Regions from separate parts of the Sus scrofa genome. Here region 1 is linked to region 2. Evidence: chromatin contacts called from public HiChIP or PLAC-seq data. All regions are on one chromosome and are shown on one strand. The core of a region is the stretch at or near the end of the contact, and the rest is flanking DNA. Distances in the headings are between cores, read along the strand shown. Region 1 overlaps RAD23B (UV excision repair protein RAD23 homolog B). Region 2 overlaps ZNF462 (zinc finger protein 462).

What was found. HiChIP or PLAC-seq counts read pairs in DNA pulled down with a chosen protein or histone mark.
Region 1: an H3K27ac HiChIP or PLAC-seq map of skeletal muscle shows a contact between it and region 2. The contact joins two enhancer-like sites. A contact is called at or near these places in 2 of 47 Hi-C or Micro-C datasets (heart right ventricle and skeletal muscle) and 1 of 2 datasets of contacts at active chromatin or transcription factors (skeletal muscle).

The regions. Positions count from the first base shown.
Region 1 is chr1:248,461,327-248,464,155 of Sscrofa11.1, forward strand. It overlaps RAD23B (UV excision repair protein RAD23 homolog B), which reads left to right. Exons shown (of 10, transcript XM_001927866.6): 2 at 2,319-2,400. Among named protein-coding and RNA genes, the nearest start is that of RAD23B, 15 kb to the left of the region's middle. Within about 2 kb of position 1,480, at least 2 of the 83 cell types and tissues checked have an H3K27ac peak or open chromatin away from gene starts, as enhancers often do. A contact at or near this core is called in skeletal muscle, where this site is marked.
Region 2 is chr1:248,037,810-248,040,729 of Sscrofa11.1, forward strand. All of the region lies in intron 1 of ZNF462 (zinc finger protein 462), which reads left to right. Among named protein-coding and RNA genes, the nearest start is that of ZNF462, 10 kb to the left of the region's middle. Within about 2 kb of position 1,347, at least 21 of the 83 cell types and tissues checked have an H3K27ac peak or open chromatin away from gene starts, as enhancers often do. A contact at or near this core is called in skeletal muscle, where this site is marked.

The sequences.
Region 1 (2,829 bases), core at 230-2,729, 420 kb after region 2:
TGAGAACTGGATTCACTCATAGTGACACATGTGGTCTGTAACTCATTTGTGATTTTCATGTAGCAATCATAGTTATAAATATTGTATCTCTCACCTCTCTAAACAAAGAAGTGTGGAGGGAAATTTATCATTCCCCATAGGATGCTCTCAACCATTCTGCCACCACTTGACTTTGGGAAAGCCATGTAGCATTATAAGATAGCAATTCTCAAACTTATTGTTTCCAAGACCCATTTACACTTAAAAATTATTAGGACTCCAAAATAACTTTCGTGTATATACTTACATTTGTTGATACTTGTTGTATTAGAAACCTAAAACTGGGAAGTTTTTTACAGCAGAAAATTGATAGAATACTATAAACGAACTATAATGGAAAAAATAAAAATCATTTAAAAAAAACTGGGAGGTTTTTTAATTATTCTCTTAAAATAATAAATCCATTAAATTTTATAGTTAATATTTGTGTAAACAACAATAATAAAAAGCATTGAGAAGACTGACATTGTCTTTGTTTTATCAATCTCTATAATGTTTGGCTTAGTAGAAGATAGCTGGAGTCTCATCCGCTTCTGCATTCAGTCTTTTGTCATATCACATGCTTTGTAGCCTCTGGAAAACACAACTGTATACTTGTGAGAAAGTAGGAGCAAATCTTGCAGCCCATCTAACAGAGTCTTGTGAATCTCCAGGACTCCTGGACCACACCTTGGAAATGGTGTGCTGGGCCTTGCATCTAGAAGGAATACAGGGGTTTAACTAGATGGTCTTTAAAGGTTACTGTCTCAGAAATTTAGGTAATATCTTTTTTTTTCCTTGTCTTTTTAGGGCCGAACCTGCAACATATGGAAGTTTCCAGGCTAGGGGGTGAATCAGAGCTGTAGCTGCCAGCCTATACCACAGCCACAGCAATGTGGGATCCGAGCTTTGTCTGCAACCTACACCACAACCCATGGCAAGGCCAGGTATCACACCTGCATCTTCATGGATACTAGTTGGGTTTGTTACCACTGAGCCACGACGGGAACTCCAGAGAATATCTTTTATTTCCCACTCTTAATCATAGAGTGGGTTGAGATTCTTGTAATGAATTTCCACTTTGGGAAACATCAGAGTGGCAGTGAGTGATGCTACTGACCCACTTCAGTATAGCAAGGGTGATTTATGTGGCGCTTGTTAAATACTTTGGTCTAATTAGAGCTTGGAGTCAGAAGAGCTGGTTTTGGATTTCAGCTGCTACTTATAGCAGCAATGTGATATGGGGAGGAACCTTCCCTTTGTATCCATGTCATGACAGTTTTCTACTTAAAGTTCAGAACTGTCAACTTAGACAATTTTCAAAAGTATTCTGGCAAAGTGATGGAAATGGAATTTTTCTCCCTTGATTTTAAAGTAGTGAAATTTAGTTTCATTATGTCTCCTTGCCTTTTTTACTTCTATGTCAGCCTACTTCAGAAATTGATTGGACTCATTTTCTAAATACGTAATGAACCTGTTGTCATGTAATTTTAGGAATTGAAGAGAGCATAAAGATCATCTATCCCAGTCCCTCTTTATAGATGAGACTTTTGCTAAGAAAAACCAAGCTACTTGTTCAAGATGTTTAAGTAATTCAGCCTCAGCCAAACTTTGGAACCAGCTGTAAAGCTTTTAAAAAACACTGATGTCCAGGGAGTTCCCGTCGTGGCGCAGTGGTTAACGAATCCGACTAGGATCCGTGAGGTTGCGGGTTCTCGGTCCCTGCCCTTGCTCAGTGGGTTAACGATCCGGCGTTGCCGTGAGCTGTGGTGTAGGTTGCAGACGAGGCTCGGATCCCGCGTTGCTGTGGCTCTGGTGTAGGCCTGTGGCTACAGCTCAGATTAGACCCCTAGCCTGGGAACCTCCATATGCCGCGGAAGCGGCCCAAGAAATAGCAACAACAACAACAACAAAAAAAGACAAAAAGACAAAAAAAAAAAAAACACTGATGTCCAGACCCCACCTTCAGAAATTATGTTTTAAGTTGGTTTTCATAATGCTTCCTCAGGTGATTATAATGAAACATAAACACTTTTAAAGTGAATAATTTGCTCTTTAACATTCATATTTAACTTTTATTGTTGTAGACACAACTACTTTACTTCTTAGACCTTTTAAGTTAGAGAGTTTACTTTTATGGAGAATTTACCTTTATGAGTCTTTTGATATAGGATTATAAAGACATGATATTTTAAGCTTTAGAATCATTAATATGTATAAACATATTACATCATTCATTCAGATTCTGGATTGTCATTTGTTGTTTAGACTTTTTCAGAATTTTTTTATTTTTCCAATAGGTGAAAGCACTGAAAGAGAAGATTGAATCTGAAAAGGGGAAAGATGCCTTTCCTGTAGCAGGTCAAAAATTAATTTATGCAGGTATGAATTAAATACTGAAATTCAAATGCCATTTTCTTGCTTACTGTGACATTATTTTATAGAGATTGCCATCTTGCAGACTGTAATATATACAAATTGATTCTGTCAAACACATTATACAGATAAAAGCAGAGAATGAACAGTCATTTGAATGTTACTAACCTTCGGTCTTCTTTTTACTCACTTTTGCTTTATGTATTTCTCCATCCAGTGATGCTTGTTTTATTTATTATTTTTACCTTTTGTAAGCCTTATATAACTGGCTGGTTTTGTTTTGTGTAAGGTATACAGGGTATTATTAATGCATATATAGTACTATGATTGCCAATAGTGATGTTTATCACATTACCTAGTTATAGTACACTATTGTTTGTATTCCTTATGCTGTGCATTAGATTTCTTTTCTTTCTTTTTTTTTTTTTTTTTTAA
Region 2 (2,920 bases), core at 97-2,596:
GCCCTAGCAAGGAAATGGGAAGTTCTAAGCTCTTTTAATAGCACAAGTCTTAGTTTGGGGAAGGTTGCTTAAAAAAATAAGAAGAGGAAAAGAGGCATTTATTGTAATATAAGGAACTCTGGGGAACATCAGGATTAAGCTGAGATTTTGGGATGATGGACAAAAATATTATTTCCCAAGTAGAAATTAACATTAAAAAAATCATTTAAAAGTTGACTGCTTGGTAACATCTTAAATGATGACATTCAGTGTTTCATAGTCACCTGTCAGAACTCAAAAAGCTAGTTCTGTGCCTTAGAGAGATCATCTCCTTCACATCTCCCCTCTGCTCTCCACTGCATTGAACTGAGGAGGAAACTGGCACAGAGAGGAGGTGAAGTGACTTGGTCAGAAAGTTCATTTGTAACAAAGCCAGGCCTCGAACTCAGGTCGGCTGACTCCCAACCCAGTGGCCTTTCCACCACCGTACTGCCCATGATTGTAGCTGTTAGTGAAACATCAGCTTGCCTCTCCAGAGTGCAAGGCTGTCAGAGAAACTGAAATAATATGCTAGTAGGGCAGGAGTATTGACTTTTATTGTTGGGAGTGGCATGTGGGGCAGCCCAGGGCTGAGCATGGTTGTTGATAGATGTGACACCCCCCCCAGAAGTCAGTTTTGTTGGTGGGACTTGGGGGCAAGTTTTAACTCTTGGGTTTGTAGCTGTGCTCGTCTTCACATTGTCCTCCTCTTTCTCTGTAGTTCTGTCCTTCAGGGCTGGAGAGTCCTTTTCAAATGCCCTTCCTTGGAAGTTTGTCTGGGTCTATTGCAACTTGCCCACAATTGAACTCTGAGGATCTATTTTGCAACTTGGTACAGATTTAAACTGGTTTCTTTCAGAGAGACCATTTTGTAATACTGATGAATGGCCAAAAGAGTGAAATCCAGTCTAAAATGATGACTGGTGATTTCCCAGTGTTACTGGCTCATCTTGAGAGTGTGCCCTCTATGTATCCTCTTAAGGCCCAATTGTGTCTTGCAGAGCCAATGGCTAGCTATTTCCCAGGTGCCAGTATACATGAAGTCAGCTTCAGAATGATTTTTGAACAGCACAAGCAACATTTTTAACTGTGGGGGGTGGGGGAGGGGCTGGGGCAGTACTTGAAGAAAGGTGACAGTGGCTTCCCATTTCTGATTCGTCTTGGGCAAGTGAAAGTAACTTTGTAAAGAAGAAGAGTGATGTTTGGAAGTTTCCACATTTTCTAAGCTTCTTCCAAACAAAAGCATAAATTCTTAATCCAGGAGACAGTCTGGAGAAGGTAGGGCTGGATGTGGACTTCTGGCAGAAACACAGTTAACGCTATAAACAGTTGGACCTCAGTGTGGCACTCCTCCAGATGAGTTGACTGTCGAAAATAAAATGTTCCAGAAGAACTGGGAGAACAGGAAAGAAGTTAAAACAGCATGGTTTGCATGCCAGTACTGAAGGGAGAAAGAAAAAAAAAAAAAAAAAGTGTGGGGTGGGGTGAGGGGGCCACTGGAGAAAAGATAATCCTAAATGGAACTGTCTCTGGGATTTATAAAATCCAGGAGAAGAAGTTTCCAAGTAAGGGAAAATGGATTTTTATGAATTTAGGCTGCATTTGTGGTTTATTAGGAAGCCCTTTTGAATCTTTTGTCCCCTTGAACTTTGTATCTAGAGAACTGCCCACACTGAGAAATAGAAAGTCCATTGGAAGCACTTTGGATTTACCTCTTCTGCTTGGAAATGCTATTATAAAATGTGTCTACTTTCTGAGGGATTCTGTCTTGACCAGTTGATGCCTACATAGGATTTTTAGTCTTGAGATGTCTGGCTCCAACACAGGATTGGATTTTTGGGGGCTTGGAAGGACCAGAGGCAGAGTAGTGAGGGGTGAGAGTTTACCAGGATGGTTCACCTGCAGATGCATTGTCTTTTAATTCTGGTAAGCAGATTACTTGATGTCTTCAAAGCATTCTTGCCTAATTCCTAGCTGGAGACATTTTTTTTCCTTGAGTTATTCTTGGAGGGAAGGTTTCTTTTTGTGCCAGGTCATGGGTATTTTGGTATTGATTTCCTTGCTTTCATGTGTTTGCTTGTTTAGTTCACTGCATGTTGCTTCTGGATATTAATAAAACACTTCTGCTGAGTTGGTCCACCGCTTACCCCTAACTTCATTCAGAGAGCAGAGCCTGCTCTGGAGGGTGAAGGAAGGTGGGGAGGTACTTATTTGTTCAAAAAAATAAATACTTGAAGATGAAACTGCTTAATGCAGAAAGTTCTTGCCGGGCTTTTGAATGGACTTTTAACAAAGACCACTCAAGGAAAGAGGGGGAAAATTCCACTAGGAACCAGTGGGTCCTGATGAAAATTCAGGATCACCTAGTAGGAAATTAAGCATTGCCCAAGATGAGTAGGCAAAGACTTACCTTTGGATTCAGATTGGTTTGAGCACAAAAGGAGCTGAAGGCCCAGGCGAGACAACTGTGTCAGAAGTAATTAAGCCCAGGATTTGTGGAGAGGCTTAGCTGCCACAGAGCCCAGCTGGGGAAGGCCAGACTTGCTCCCTAAGCCCTCGTCTGGCCAGTTGAACCAGAACACGAGCTGAGGCCTTCAAATTTTGGAATTCTTCTCTTCCTTGTTCAGATTGAAGAAGGCAAAGTCATTATCCTTCAGTTTTGCTCATGTCAGCTGAGTGCTTTTCTCTTGAGCCCATTTCTTGGGAAATGCCGTGGGGGGGGAGGTGATCACCTGTGAAGGAACATTCTCTCTTTTAACATGACAAATGTGCCTATAACATTGTCCGTATTAGTCAGAAAATAATTGTGCAGTGGCACAATGTGGGATACTTGAAAGATGCTTGCTGCACAAAGGTTCCAGTACTCACCTGCAGATGAAGAAATGGGTTTCTAAGCCATCTC